Regions from separate parts of the Mus musculus genome. Here all the other regions are linked to region 2. A link is a contact called in public HiChIP or PLAC-seq data. All regions are on one chromosome and are shown on one strand. Each heading gives the region's core, a stretch centred on a gene start, on an enhancer-like site or on the middle of the called end of the contact. The rest is flanking DNA. Distances are from core to core; before and after follow the strand shown. Region 1 overlaps Igf1r (insulin-like growth factor I receptor). Region 2 overlaps Pgpep1l (pyroglutamyl-peptidase I-like). Region 3 overlaps Fam169b (family with sequence similarity 169, member B).

Region 1 (5,051 bases), core at 946-3,445, 120 kb after region 2:
GCATGGAAAAATTAACAGGCTGACTTGGCCAGGGAGGAACGGTTAACACAAATCACCAGGAAAAGATGAGCCCTGAGCAAGCGGGAGGTTTGAGGGAAGGGTCACGGAAAAAAGAAGGGGTAAGACACATTTGTCAGGAGTCCCAGGCTGGTACCAAGCCCACTGCATGACAAAGGTCATTGAGCCCTCACAGCCATACACAGACATCACGGCTTTCCTTTCAGGCAGTGGACAAGGAGGCTAACGGAGGTGAACTTACTTGGCCTGGATGAGGCAGCTAATAAGGGACAGGAGCTGGTACACACATCATCACAACATTCTTCATTACGGTCTCTTTCTGCCTTCAACCCCTTGCCCAGTTTGTAACTTCATAAGGTGGGGTAATGATGCCAGGAACTTTGTAGCCCTGAGGCAGAACTCTGCCCCAGCTGTGGCCTTCGTAACCTCCCCTTACTACAAGCGACACAGCCACCTCCACTCAAATCCTGACGACAGCTCAGTATATAACGGTAGCGTGTTACATACTAACTTGGTCATTTTGGGGAAAGCTGCTTGTGTGTGTAAAGGGGGGGGGGTGGTTTGGGGCTTGGGATCAAACAAATGAGTAAGTAGGAAAAAAGACCAACCATCCACTGAGATCCTAACCAGGCTTTCATAACTTAAGACTGGAGTCTTCCACAAACTCACACAGGTAGCCATAGAAGCTACTCCTGGAAATCCAATCCTGGCCAGAACATGCTAGGGCCACCCACATTCCTACCTGCAGCAACCTTCCTTTCTCCCTCAGCATCAACCCTAAGATCCTCCAGGGCTCTGTAGCTCAGTAACTTTGCAGGGTGTTAAGTCTAGAGGAGCCCAGAGGTCCGTGGCCTCCCATGTGGGGGTTACAATTCCTACAACCTTAAATCCTGTAAAGCGTGCCCACAAGGTCCTTCAGCTTCTCGCCAGAACTTCCAAACCTTGCCTTTACACTTAACAAAGCTTCCTACTAAATATCTACACCAAATTTCCGTACATTAGTTTTTCTTTCTGCTTGTGAAAGGGGTGGTGGTGGTGGTGAAACTAGTCAAGATCGGATATCCTCTGCAATACCAGCTTCTAGAAAAGAGCGTTTTTGAATGGGATGCCACGTGCTGTGTTTTGCCATATTGCCTGCGCTTCCTGCTTGGAGCCAGAGTAACAGAAACCTTGGGCACTGGGAACTGTTCCGTGCCACGCAAATTCCACTCCGTATCTTCCAGGCAACCCTGTCGCAAATAATTCATGTCCACTACGCCCCTACCACACAGAATACAACTACATTGTGCTGCTAGAAATGGGAAACCTGATTCAGATCAGAGAAGGTAGAAAAACATTTAGTTCAACACAATACTGCCTTTATGAAAAGGGGCGTGCGCCGGGTGGTGGTGTAAATCCCAAACCTGTAAGTGGGGATAGATTTCAAGACGAATTTTGGAAGAAAATGCAGAATCAAAATAGCATCCAGCTTGACTCAGACCAGTAATAATAATAACAACAACAAAAACCCAGCCAGTCCTTCTAGAGCTACGCCTGTTTAGGCTGCGCGGTGCTCTTAATGGCCAGCCAGCCTGTTCTCCTGGGAAATGGTGCTGCTGCTACAGCGTGACTTGCTTTGCGTGCTGCAATAAAAGGAAAACAAGCTTGCACGACCCAATAGCTTCCTTCAGTTTGTGCCTAGCAGCGGGGAGAAAATTAAAAAAAAAAAAAAAAAAAGCCTGAAAAGGGGTCCTGAGGCAAGGTGAATGGAGGACAGGATCCTAGAGAACAGCACTGCCCTGCAGGATTTTTGTAAACAGCAGCCTGTAATGGCCACGGTTAGAGAAAGAAAAACAGACATGGAGGGAAGCGTGTTTACAACTGCAGCAAGGGCGGGAGGCGGAGGGAGGGATTCCCCGGCTCTGCGCTCGGCCCTCTTCACTCCGGTGGGGCCCCGGGGTTGGGCTGAGCTTCAGCTCCCCACCCCAATCCGTGCTTTCTTGGGGGGCCCCCCATCTTGTTTATGGGAAGGTTACTCCTCCTCGGCTCTGGTGATCGCGTCCCTAATACTCCAGCTGCATCCTTGCGGGATGCCAGCTTGACTGACAAGTCCTGCAGCCAATCGCTGGTTGGGCCCTTAGGAAAGGTGGAATTTCCCAACAAACTGATTGGCTGAGAGAGAGGGCGGGCCCTGGTGATTGGCGTGTTATTCCGAGTAGAAAGTAGTAAACAACCTTGGTCCAGGGGCGGTGGGGAGGGCGCCCGGTGCCAGCTCCCTCTGGCTGGCAGGGCGGGGTGGGGAAGCACCCGAGACAAAAGGAATCCTGGCTGCCACAGCGGGGAGGGCAGGAAGGGGGTGGCCCCAAAAGTCAGCACCTGGAGGCGTCGTTTGGAGCCCCCCCCCCCCCCCCCCCGAGCCAGAACTGCTGACTTTAAGCCACACATCGTTTTTTTGTTTTGTGCAGAACCTCAAAGGTTTTGTTTCCATCATTTTCACTTCTTGTATGGCTGACGAAGTCTCCAATGGAATGATAACCGATTTAGTCGCTTTTGTCCAGAAGCCCCTTCCTCACCGTCGAATAAAAATTTAAAATTGTCTTTTACGAAAGTTGCTTTAAATCACACACTAAAATTGTTGCACTATACAATACGCCATTAATGGCATGCTGGTGCACCAGACACACAGCTACATCTTTTGATAGCAAGTTTTAGGAGCTCTGAGCCTATTGGGAGCAGCTGGGATGGAGAACATACACAAAAAGAAACAACACATGACGGCGTTGGGACCACTTGATAAGAAATAAGCGGTTAACTTGCCTTGCCCATAGTATTTCTGGCAGTCTCACTTGAATCTCCCATTCCCTCACTCCAGCTTCACCATCCTTACAGGACCCCAGGCGGAGGAAACCATCTGCTCTTAGGATGGGGGGCTCTGCTCACCCCGCACATAAACATGCTCACAAGTCGCTATCCTGAGCAAGCCTCCTCAATGTAAAAGGGGACCAGGAGGCCAGCCAAGCCGGCTCTCTCCACTTCAATGCTTGTTGAATATACAGAGACCACGTTGTCACTTTTCACAATCAAGATATATCGGTATCACGATATATCGATAACGGGTACTTTATAGGAGATAACAGTGCAAACTGGCCACCTGGCATTCTCCTTTGCCATTCTAGTCCCTCACCTCTGCTATCTCCTATGGAGCCTGCCACAAGCAACCCCAGTAAATGTTCACCCCAAGTCACCTTTGCTGTATAAAACATGGATTTAGGCTTTCCTTGGTCCTTGCAGCCTGGCATCAGACCCCAAACCAGTAGCTACTTTCATTGTAGGCACCCTCCCTCTGGACACTTTGTTCTGTTCCCAGGTCCCTGCCCAGACCACACACATCATTTTACTCAACGTTGGTTTTTATGCTTTCTAGACTTTACCTCTGCCTGCCCAGGAGAGGCCACTGTTCTCCACCGTTCTCCCTGGCCCAGCTACCCCACTTCTTGCAGAAGACTGAAATTTGTTTTCTTAGCACTAAGTCTCTGATAGGGCTTTAATGCTGTATTTAGACTCCACTCCTACGTTAAGACCCTGAACTTCCTGAGGCCTGGAATGGTATTATCTTCAGATTTGGGTCTTCAGTGGAGATGGGCTTCTACTAAAGTGCCCGCTGCAAACTTGCCAAATATTTCTAGGATTCTTCCCTAGCATCCTGAGTATGCCTACCCCTGAAAATCTTTCCTTACACACGTGCAATTAATGTGTTTTCTCTGCTGGGTCAACAACTCTGTTTTCTCTACTTGGCAAATTTCCACTCTGCCTAAAATCACTTCCTCTCTTGGCATACCTTTCACAACCTCCCACCAACTACACTGTGTACCAAGAGCAGAGAGGTCTCTTTCCGTTCTTACTTCTCTGGCCAGAATTAGCTACAAAACTAGAACTAGCATGGTTTGTTGGTAAAGGAAGAGCGGAGAGGCAAAATTTCAGAAGTGGTATCACCTGTACATCTGCATAACCAACCCATTGCCATCTGTAGGGGTGAAGCAGCGCCATGCTCCGTTTGTGGCTGTGATGGTCTCCCCCTGCTTTCTGTCTGAAGGCCTCTGTCTCTGAGGTGGATTCTTACTCCCCCCTCCATCTCAATCAGAGATCTCCTCCTGGCTCTTATGCTATCAACTCTGCACATCCCCGATTCCTTTCCACCATGACACTGAACTGTCATCTCCTTTTCTATCTGACCAGTCACTGACTTGCTCACAGTTTAGTCTGTCCGCCATACAGCCATATCCAGTGTTCTAAGAATTGTGGGGTTCCACAGCTGGGGCTCAGTCTCTGCTTACGCCCTCATGTGACATCTGTCATCAACCCTCCATCTTTCTAAGCCTTTAATGGTGGAAAAGAGTAAACCTGTAGATAAAGAGTGGTACCAGATTTCACCTTAAGATTACAGATACTTGTTTGTGAATAGAATTTGTTCTGGTACAGGCAAATGCACGGTTTAAAATCAAAACTAACAAAATATACAGTATATTAGCTGGGAACAAATAGCCAACTAAAGCAATGTAAAGCTGGGAGTCTGTATTCTGGCTCAAAGCCCATCACGGTGAGGCAAACATGATGGCCTGAGCTTCAGGATGCTCATTACCACACTGCATCCTCAGTCAAGAAGCAGAGAGAACTGGTTCCCAGGACAGGGGCTGGTGCTGCCTAAGTCTTGGTCTTCCCGTCTTTAAGTTAACACGGCCCTTGGCAGGCATGCCTGAAGCTTGACTTTTCGGTGATTACAGACCCTATCAAACACCATAAATAATAACACCACACATATATTACATATATAAAAACTATAACACAGAACACTCAATTGGCTTTCAGTAAGTGGGCTATTTTTTTTTCTTTGTTGCTTAATGTATTCTAGATCTGTCTATGTTTACAAACGGTATGTCTTCTCTACTAACAAATAGGATTTCAAATTAAAAAGCTGAACAGCAAAGGAGACAGTGAAGAGACAATCTGTTAGCTTTTCATCTGACAAGGGATTAATATACTGAATATATAAAGAA
Region 2 (4,993 bases), core at 2,368-4,867:
GGACTGTAAAAAGGACACTTGTCAGAAGAGAAGAAAATTATCACAAAAATGGTGTCTTAGTCAGGGTTTTATTGCTGTGAAGAGACACTGTGAACACAGAATTGGGGGTGGCTTATAGTTTCAGGGGTTCAGTCCATTATTGTCATGACAAGAAACATGGAGGTAGGCAGGCAGACAAAGGACAGGAGAAGGAGCTGCGAGTTCTACATCTTGATCCACAGGCAGCCATAGGAGACTATATGCTATACTGTGCATACCTCAAGCATAAGAGACCTCAAAGTCACTATGGGGAATGCTTGCCCCATAGTGACTCAATTTCTCCAACAAAGCCATACCTATCCAACAAGGCCACACCTCTTAATATAGTGCTGAATAGTGCTGCTCCCTATGGACCAAGCATTCAAACACAGGAGTCTAGAGTCTTATGAGGGCCATTCCTATTCCAACCACTGCAGATGGTATAGAAATCACTGGGAAGCCTGGCAGTGGTGACGCATGCCTTTAATCCCAGCACTTGGGAGGCAGAGGCAGGTGGATCTCTGAGTTTGAGGCCAGCCTGGTCTACAGAGTGAGTTCCAGGACAGCCAGGGCTATACAGAGAAACCCTGTCTCAAAAAACAAAAAAACAAAAACAAAAAAACAAAAAAACAAACAAAAAGAAAGGGAGGGAGGGATGAAGGGAGAGAGAGAGAGAGAGAGAGAGAGAGAGAGAGAGAGAGAGAGAAAGAAATCACTGGGAAATGGTGAGTCTGAGGGTAGAAATCTGTACCAGCACCAGGCAGTGATGGCACACACTTTTAATCCCAGTACTCAAGATCTGGTGGATGTCTGAGTTAAAGGCCAGCCTTATGTACAGAGTGAGTTCCAGATCAACCAAGGCTACATAGAAAAACCCTGTCTTGAACATCAAAACAATAAACAAACATAAAGTCCATATCAGCATTGTTTGTAACATGTAATAGTAGTAGTTCGTAATTCCAGGATGGAACTAAAATTCACAACAGTCAAAGGGTCGGTGGTCTTCTCCCTCCAGTGCCCCTCATTGTCGGTGAACTTCAAGCTCATCTCCACCATCTCTTCAGTGACAGGTTCTGGAGCAGGCTCTGCTCAATCTTCTTGCTTTTAATAGGACCAAAGGATGGTGACTAGACACACCTGCATCGGCACCTGGAAAGTGAGGTTCCCGAGATGGCTGGCTATGCCCAGGCTCTTGGTACCCCAGTTGGCCTTCCTTTTGGCCCCTGGACTCTAGGTCTTGCATCTATTCTCCCTTCCTTGTGTTCTTCCTTTGGACAGAGTTGGTTGCAAACTCTTTGCTGTCAATGTGCAGGGTTGTTTTGTCCCCACGGGTCAACTTAGGTTATCCTGTGTCCTGTCTAACACCTCAGTGGACTCTATTTTTGGTTCAGCATCTTCCTATTTGGTTTTCAGTAGTCACTGAAAGTGCTGGCAAACAGTTAACAGTGTCTTTAGTAGGAATGGTTATCTAAGGGACCATACTAGGTAAAGGGCTGAGATACTTCATATACATAGCATACCCTGACTGCTGTAAAGATAGAAAAACAGACTGAGATGCCCTACACAGTCTGTGTCTGTATAAGCTACACACTTTCTGTAATGGCCAACATCAATTTATCTTTATCCCATAGAGGGCCTGGCTTGGAGCATGTGTTCCAGGGACTGAATCATTTGAGGTAGGAGTGAATACTTTTCTTTCTATCCTCTTGCATTCTTCCAGTAAAATTAAAGCTTATCGCTATCATGTATGTTCCCAAGCAATGTTTAATTATCTGTAAAAAGCTTTGTATCTGAGACTGCATGGATTACAGATGGGAAAGGAAAAAAAAGTGTTTATTTCCACAGTGTCTCACTTCCAAGAATGGGGTGAGCTATTGACAAACCATCACACGAAGACATTTTTTTTTAAAGATTTATTTATTTATTATATGTAAGTACACTGTAGTTGTCTTCAGATACACCAGAATAGGGCATCAGATCTCATTACGGGTGGTTGTGAGCCACCATGTGGTTGCTGGGATTTGAACTTCGGACCTTCGGAAGAGCAGTCGGGTGCTCTTACCCACTGAGCCATCTCACCAGCCCCGACATTATTTTTTTTGTTGCAGCCACTCATAAATGGGAGAAGAATGTTGAAAGGAAAAGAAAATGTAGGGGCTGGAGAGATGGCTCCATGGTTAATAGCACTGACTGCTCTTACCGAGGTCCTGAGTTCAATTCCCAGCAACCACATGGTGGTTCACAACCATCTGTTACAGGATCTGATGCCCTCCTCTGGTGTGTCTGAACACAGCAAGTGTGTGCTCACATAAAATAAATAAATCTTAAAATAGAAAAAAGAAAAGAAAATGCAGAAAAATAATATGAAGTCTAAAAGTTCACAGCGAAAGAGGCATTTTCTGCAAAGTTCCCAAGCAAGTGACTCCATGCTGTTTGTTGATCAGCATTGTGAGCCCTCGTGTTTAACATTGAGCTACCCCATACTCCACAAGCCCAACGCTCCTTCAGTGACATATGCAGCAGCTGCATCATCATTGCCCATGATCTAGATTCTAAGCTCTAGGTGTGGTGGTTTGAATAAGGATGGCTCCCATAGACTCATGCCAGGGAATGGCATTAGGAGCTGTGGCCTCGTGGGAGGAAGTATGTCACTGAGGGTGGGCTAATAATATAGAAGTTAGTACCAAGGACTGGGGTTTTTGCTGCCCTAGGCTGGACCAAGTTTCTTGGTGGAATGTGGACTTTGGATTAGGAAAATAGTTGAATGGTTCAAGTAGAGCATCACAGGCCATACTGGTAAGACCATGGAAGATGGTGCTGTTGGTGACATGAATTATGGGGTACACAGGTTTTAGAGGAGAAGAATTGTAGGCCTAGATTTTTCAAACCCTACTTTTAATAAGGGTTCTTAAACGCTTTATCCTCTCTTCTAGCCCACCACCCACCAGAGGGAGTGGAAAGGAAAGGTTAATAGAGCAAAGGAGGGTGTGGATCTGTTTAGAAAAAGTTCTTTGGAGCAAATCCAATCTGTGTTACCAGGATATCAGCAGTACAGTTCACTCAGAACAGCAGCAGCAGCTCGATCCACTTGCAAACACCATTCATGAATCAGCAATGGCAGGTCAATCCAGAAGAAACCTCGAGGCTCTGCCAAGTACAAGGAAGCAGCAGCAAGAAGCTGCCAGAAAGAACACCACCAGAAGTTCTTTTGTGGCATTTCTGTCTATGAAGTCATATCAAATGATGACTAGCAAAGAATGGCAAGGCAAGGTGCTGGTGAGATGGCTTAGCAGGTAAGAGCACTGACTGCTCTTCCCAAGGTACTGAGTTCAAATCCCAGCAACCACATGGTGGCTTACAACCATCGTAATGAGATCTGATGCCCTCTTCTGGTGTGTCTCAAGTCAACTACAGTGTACTTATGTATAATAATAATAAATAAATTAAAAAAAAAAAGAATGGCAAACCAAACCATACAGCTTCATCAGCGAAGACCAGTGTCAGCAAAACCCAATGATAACCAGCAAATATATATATCCTTTCCAAACATCACATTCTTGTTCTCTCAAGTGTCAGCTTTAGCAAAACATCACATGCCCTTTGCCTAGACTGCTTCTAGAAAACCACCGTGTATCTGTTCTCAGCAAAACATCCTCCCACATGTCTGCTTCAGCAAAAACATCCTCTCATAAGACAGTTTCCAGAAAAACATCACATGACATGACTGCATCTCCAAAGAAGCCAGAAATTTCCAATTCAAAGAGTACTAGTATGCAACCTAGAGACCATTCTTGTGATATTTTGACAAAGATCATGGGTACATTCTGCTCTTGTCATGCACACAGACACACAAATCTGCCTGAGGTTAAATAGAAGAGTTATGAATGAACATCTTTAGAAGATTTGTCTCTAAGAGATTTCCAAAAAGTTTAGTATTGACTTTGTTGCTTGGTTATTAGTGACCATACTTATGCAGATCTGTAACGAAGAGGACCAAGCTAAACAAGGAACATACAGAATGTACAGTTTGAGGAGAAAAGGAGCCCAGGGAAGTGTAATGGAGTCAAGTCCAGTGCTTGAGGAGATAAACCTGATGTTAAATGGAAAGGAGAAGTGGTGACCTCAAGCCAGGACTCCACCTAGCTAAGCTTCCAACTTCTGAGAAGTAATCAAAGAAAAGTTTAGAACTGGGTGTAGCTGAATTACCTTGAATGTTAGCAGCACTCATGAGACAGAGGCAGCAGGCAGGTCACTGAGTTCAAGGCCAGCCTGGTGTACAGATGGGGTTCCAGGACAGCCAAGCTTAGGCAGTGAAGGAAACCACTGAAAACAGAAAGCTGGTGAAGATGGATTTGAATGAAGAGGCACATTCCAGGCCCAGCAGCAGCAGAACTTGGTAGCTTTGGCCATATTGCTCTGGCTTTAGAGTGGAGGGTACAAAAAAAAGAGTTATGGAATCTCCCTCCGTGACTAAGGAAAGCTGATGGGGCCAGGTGTGTGTCAGGGATGTTTCTGCATGGAGACCCAGAGACCTTTGCTTAAAGTTGTGCAGGTAAAAACCTGGATTGTTGTGATAGTTTGAATGCTTGGCCACAGGGAGTGGCACTATTGGGAGGTGTGGCCTTATTGAACGAAGCGTGGCCTTGTTAGAGGAAGTGTGTCACTGTGGAGGCAGGACTTTGAAGTCATATATGCTCAAGCTCTGTTCAGTGTGACATACATTCTCCTTCTGATGCCTCCAGATCAATATGTAAAACTCTCAGCTCCTCCAGCACAATGTCTCCTTGGATGCTGCCATCCTTCCCGCCATGATGATAATGGAGTGAACCTCTGAAACTGTAAGTCAGCCCCAATTAAATGTTATGAGTTGCCATGGTCATGGTGTCTATTCACAGTGATGGAAAACCTAACTCAGACGATTGCCCCAGAAAGCCCCCAAGATGTTGGATATGCCAGAGTCATGGGATTTGTGAAG
Region 3 (4,426 bases), core at 1,590-4,089, 70 kb before region 2:
CAGCTAAGTCACTCACTGACTATGTAATTCAAACCTGTGTCTCCATGTGCACAACTAAGGGTTTGAAGATTCTGAAATTAGACCAGCCCCATGAAGAAGCTGGGGCAACAGATATGCCAGACAGAACCGGATCTGTTGCTAAATCTCCTATCAATAACCATGACCTGAATATACAGACAGAAACACTTGTCAACACAGCAGGGAAGTGGAATAGGCTAAAGCTTACACACCAAGGCACAGAAGGGACTTAGATGATAGAGCAGACTGAGTGGTACTTAGCTATCTGGTCAACCACCACATGCTCCTGTTTTCCTTGCTGGCAAGATGCTAGAACTGATAGCTGTGCCCCCCAAAGATACTGAAATCCCCACTAGCATCTCTGAAAGGGAACTTTTTTGTAATTTTTATAGGTAATTGAGCCATGGTGGGGCACTCTTCTTCCAAAATCCAATACAACTGATATCCTCATCAAAAATAGGACTCTCAACCTGGGCTGACAATGTTTCCAAAGAAGGCCATGTGGAGGCATATAAGTACTGCCATTTTGGGCCAACGAACTACTGGAGCAAGCAGAAGCAAGGATAGAGCAGGCAACAAATTCCCTCACAGCCCTCCAAAGATATACTCCACGACTTTGGACCCCCAGCCTTCAGAAACAAAAGACAAAGCAAAGTTTGCTATGTAAGAATGTCAGACTTGGTTCCCCACAGAGCAGCCCAGGAAAAGTGTGCAGACATGAACAGCGTAGACACAGAGGAACCCACTCTTCAGGCAGCTGGGGATTAAAAGGAATCTGCTCCGGCATGGCCGTAGTGGGATGTACCTTTAATTACAGCACTCAGGAGACAGAGGCAGGTAGATCTCTGAGTTCCAGGCCAGCCTGGTGAATTTGGGTAGCCAAGGTTACACAAAGAAACCCTGTCTTAGCCCTGGAGAGGCGGCTCCACTGGTTAAGAGCATTTACTAGCTGTTTTTCCAAAGGACCCAGGTTCAATTGCCAGCATCCACATGGCATCTCACAACTGTCTACAACTCAAGTTCCAGGGATCCAACACCCTCACACAAATGTACAAGCGGTAATGCCAACACACGTAGAAATAAATAATATATTTAAGAGAATGAAAAACTGTTCATTCAGATTCCTGATAAACGAGCTTGGTATCCATCTTTAATTTATTAACATGGGCCCAAGGAAAGAGACCTTGAAAACCTGTTTTGCAAATATTGACTTAAAATCATATCCCCTCACCTTCATGAGCCCTTCCCGCGTGGGATCAGAAGTTCTTAGGATGTCTTCGATGGACCACCAGGATTCCTTTAAGTAAACAGCCACAACTGAAGGAAAAACCAAGAGAAAGGCATGAGCCACACAGCTCACTCACTAGCCGTGAGGTGGTACTTTTAATAGCATGGGCTGACAAGTTGCATGCTTTGTGGGGGGTCTAGGTGACATTTTGGGCTGCGTTATGATGTTGTGCATAGATCCTAGGGCCCTGAACACGCTTCACAAGCGCTTTACCACTGAGGTAATCCCCCAGCCGGGAGTAACTCCATAAGTTACGTAAGTCCTATAAAAACACATCAGTATCACTTGATAGGAACAAGACAGGTAGTTTACAGGTGGCCGTCTGTGGTTCAGAAAAAGAAATATCCCACTGACACTGACTAAAACAAAATACAAACCAATATTGAAGCAGTCGATGAGTTAAGAATTGCATTTTCCTTTTTTAGGCTTGGGGATGTATCGCAGTTGGTAGAATGCTTGTCTACTGTGCATGAAGCCGCAGGTTCAATCCCCACCACCACATAAACTGGGTATGTAGACTTCAATGGTATACTTGATGCAGATCCGGCATGCAGGGGCAAGGATGGGAGTAGGGGCGAAGATGAGTAGAGGCAGGAGAGTCAGAAGTGCAAGGTCACCCTCAGTAATATAGCAAGTTCAAGGCCAGCCTGGGTTACATGAGACTCTGCCTCTTTTTTTTTTTTTTTTTTTTTTTTTTTTTCTTATTAGAAACATCTATCAAGGGACTGGAGAGATGATAGCTCAGTGGTTAAGAGCACTGACTGCTCTTCCAGAGGTTCTGAGTTAAAAATCCCAGCAACCACATGGTGGCTCACAACTATCTGTAATAAGATCTGATGCCCTCTTCTGGTGTGTCTGAGGACAGCTACAGTGTACTTAGATATAATAAAGAAACATATATCAAGGATTGGTGAGATGACACAGCAGTTAAAAGCACAGGCTGCTCTTCCAGAGGACCTGTGTTTAAGTCCCAACACCCACATGGCATCTCACAACTGTCTATAACTCCAGTTCCAGAGGATCGGACATTCTCACAGAGACATACACAGCGGCAAAACACCATCAGTGCACATTAAAATAATAAAAAAATAATAAAATAAAATGAAGAGACATATATCAAAGTCCAATCATTTGAAGTTGGAGAAATGACTTGGCAGCTAAGAGCAAAGCCACTGCTCTGGCTGAGGGCCTAGGCTCAGAATTTACAGCAGCCACACACAGCTCACAGCATCTACAAACCCAGTTCTGGAAGAGCTGACACCTCTGCGGGCGCAAGGCACACATGTGGTACCAGACACACATGCAGGAAAATACTCACACACATAATTTTCTAAACAACGTTATCTTTTTCTAAAAAGACATCATTTGCACAGCTCATAACTCCCCAGGCATCCTAAGATCGAATGCTATCTATGGGCTCCGCGTAAAGACAACTATTTCCTGTGTGTTGAGCAATGCCTTGGCATTCGACTCAGCCCTGCCTGCTTTCATGTGCATTTCCTCCAGCCCCATAATGAAGCTATTATCGGCATCGTTTTGAGGACACTGCAGTGCTGAGAGGGAGGTGGCGTGAAGACAACTGGTTAGAAGGGCCAGAGGGAGGGTCTAGCTCTGGACTTCGGACCATAAATCCAGTAAAAGGCCAGAGACGCAGCATGATCTTCAGAATGGGTGGACCATGTGGGGAGGAGCTATCTTTGGGAAAGGCGGCTCTGGAGCAAAGACTCAGGAGCAGAGCACAGTTTTCCTTCCTCCTATCTCACTGTTACTAACTGTGCCGCCAGCACCCTGGTCATTTGCACAGCATCCTCAGAACCAGGTCTGCAGGTAGACACACATTCACCCTGCCCCAGATGCCTCACTAGGGTTGCCCGAGCACGTCAGCCCAGTGTCTAGGAAGCTGCTAGGTGGGCTGGGTATGTGTTCCCTGTCTGCCAATCAATGAGTGGATTGCCTCACACTTTTCTGCCCCCCATCCCATGTATTCAGCCTTTTGCCTCAAATAACCAAGGTAGCCCCTCACTCAGGCCCACTCCGGTCTCACCAGGCCATCCCTACTTAGTGGTCAGGCCTTGAAAGGTGAATCCCACCCTGGCTTCTGCCTCTTTGTTCTCACCTCACATACAAAAGTTCCTTTGCCTGCTTTCTGTTACTTTTTATGCCTTTTTATTAATAGATATTTTAAAAAAATAAAAATAAAACAAAACTACTTCTTAAGCCAGGTACCTGATTCCATGGGTTTGGGAAGCCACACGATTTTAAATTTTAAATTTAATTTTTAAAATTTCAATATATCTAGTAAATTTAGTAAAAATTAAATGTTAAATTTTAAATGCACCTTCCCTTTGAACCCTTTCTAAATGAAGATTTGGGGGACAACGTAATCAAAACCAAGTCATTTAAGATTAGGTTTGCATTAGTAAACACTGTGAACCACCCAGGGTCAGCAACCTCCCCCTCTTTTCCCTGTTCTGCTATTTGAGACGCCTTAGTGGAGATCTGTGAGGACCAGGCTACAAAGCACAAGCTAGAAGCACAAGCCAGACAGTCAAGACTGTCTCAGAACCTGCCCCTCCTCCTCCAAAGACCAACAGCCTCTCTTCTCCCTGCCTGTTAGCTTCTCTGACAACGGTTCGAAAATTCATGCAGCAGGCTGGGAGGGAAGAGCCAATTAAATGCCTGAGGCTCACCTTCACTTAGTCAATGTGATTACTCTCCAAAATGGCAGCTACTAGAACTTGCAGGGGGGCTCTCAACAGCCATGGGGACAAGCTGTTATTTCCCACAAGGTGAACCAGCGAAGCTGTTCGGTCTAGTAACAGACTGTGCCCCCCTGTAACATAAATGTTCGGTTCTCTAAGACTGGTTCAAACGAACATGTTGACAGGGCACCTTTCGAGTTTCACGGCGCACAGCAGGGCCATCCTTCGTCATGTTGGACGATTACAGAATGGATTCAAATGGCCTCATGATGCTCTTCAAAACTCATCTTCAATGGCTAAGGACACATAACAATGAGCGTGGGGATCCAGTCAAATTTAGCCGTCTAAAATAAACCCGTCCTCAGACCAGAACCAGCCCGGAGGATGCGGCAGCTTTTGATCAGTGGAGTGACTGGAA

The links. HiChIP or PLAC-seq counts read pairs in DNA pulled down with a chosen protein or histone mark.
Region 1: an H3K27ac HiChIP or PLAC-seq map of regulatory T cell precursor shows a contact between it and region 2, with 3 times the contacts expected there. The contact joins two enhancer-like sites. A contact is called at or near these places in 4 of 484 Hi-C or Micro-C datasets (the HL-1 cell line, the N1E-115 cell line, double positive thymocytes and 1 more), 3 of 115 datasets of contacts at active chromatin or transcription factors (acute myeloid leukemia, regulatory T cell precursor and thymic regulatory T cells) and 3 of 9 other capture datasets (adipose tissue, embryonic stem cells and liver).
Region 3: a contact with region 2 is called in an H3K27ac HiChIP or PLAC-seq map of thymic regulatory T cells, with 3 times the contacts expected there. The contact joins two enhancer-like sites. A contact is called at or near these places in 2 of 484 Hi-C or Micro-C datasets (B cells and hematopoietic stem cells), 4 of 115 datasets of contacts at active chromatin or transcription factors (double positive thymocytes, embryonic stem cells, regulatory T cells and 1 more) and 1 of 9 other capture datasets (adipose tissue).

The regions. Positions count from the first base shown.
Region 1 is chr7:68,126,280-68,131,330 of GRCm38.p6, reverse strand. All of the region lies in intron 2 of Igf1r (insulin-like growth factor I receptor), which reads right to left. Among named protein-coding and RNA genes, the nearest start is that of Gm51488, 8.4 kb to the left of the region's middle. Within about 2 kb of position 2,195, at least 378 of the 459 cell types and tissues checked have an H3K27ac peak or open chromatin away from gene starts, as enhancers often do. A contact at or near this core is called in regulatory T cell precursor and thymic regulatory T cells, where this site is marked.
Region 2 is chr7:68,249,330-68,254,322 of GRCm38.p6, reverse strand. The region is part of intron 1 of Pgpep1l (pyroglutamyl-peptidase I-like); the gene reads left to right. Among named protein-coding and RNA genes, the nearest start is that of Pgpep1l, 12 kb to the left of the region's middle. Within about 2 kb of position 3,617, at least 16 of the 459 cell types and tissues checked have an H3K27ac peak or open chromatin away from gene starts, as enhancers often do. A contact at or near this core is called in regulatory T cells, regulatory T cell precursor and thymic regulatory T cells, where this site is marked.
Region 3 is chr7:68,318,729-68,323,154 of GRCm38.p6, reverse strand. It overlaps Fam169b (family with sequence similarity 169, member B), which reads right to left. Exons shown (of 9, transcript NM_001374636.1): 4 at 1,250-1,335. Among named protein-coding and RNA genes, the nearest start is that of Gm16158, 32 kb to the left of the region's middle. Within about 2 kb of position 2,839, at least 42 of the 459 cell types and tissues checked have an H3K27ac peak or open chromatin away from gene starts, as enhancers often do. A contact at or near this core is called in regulatory T cells and thymic regulatory T cells, where this site is marked.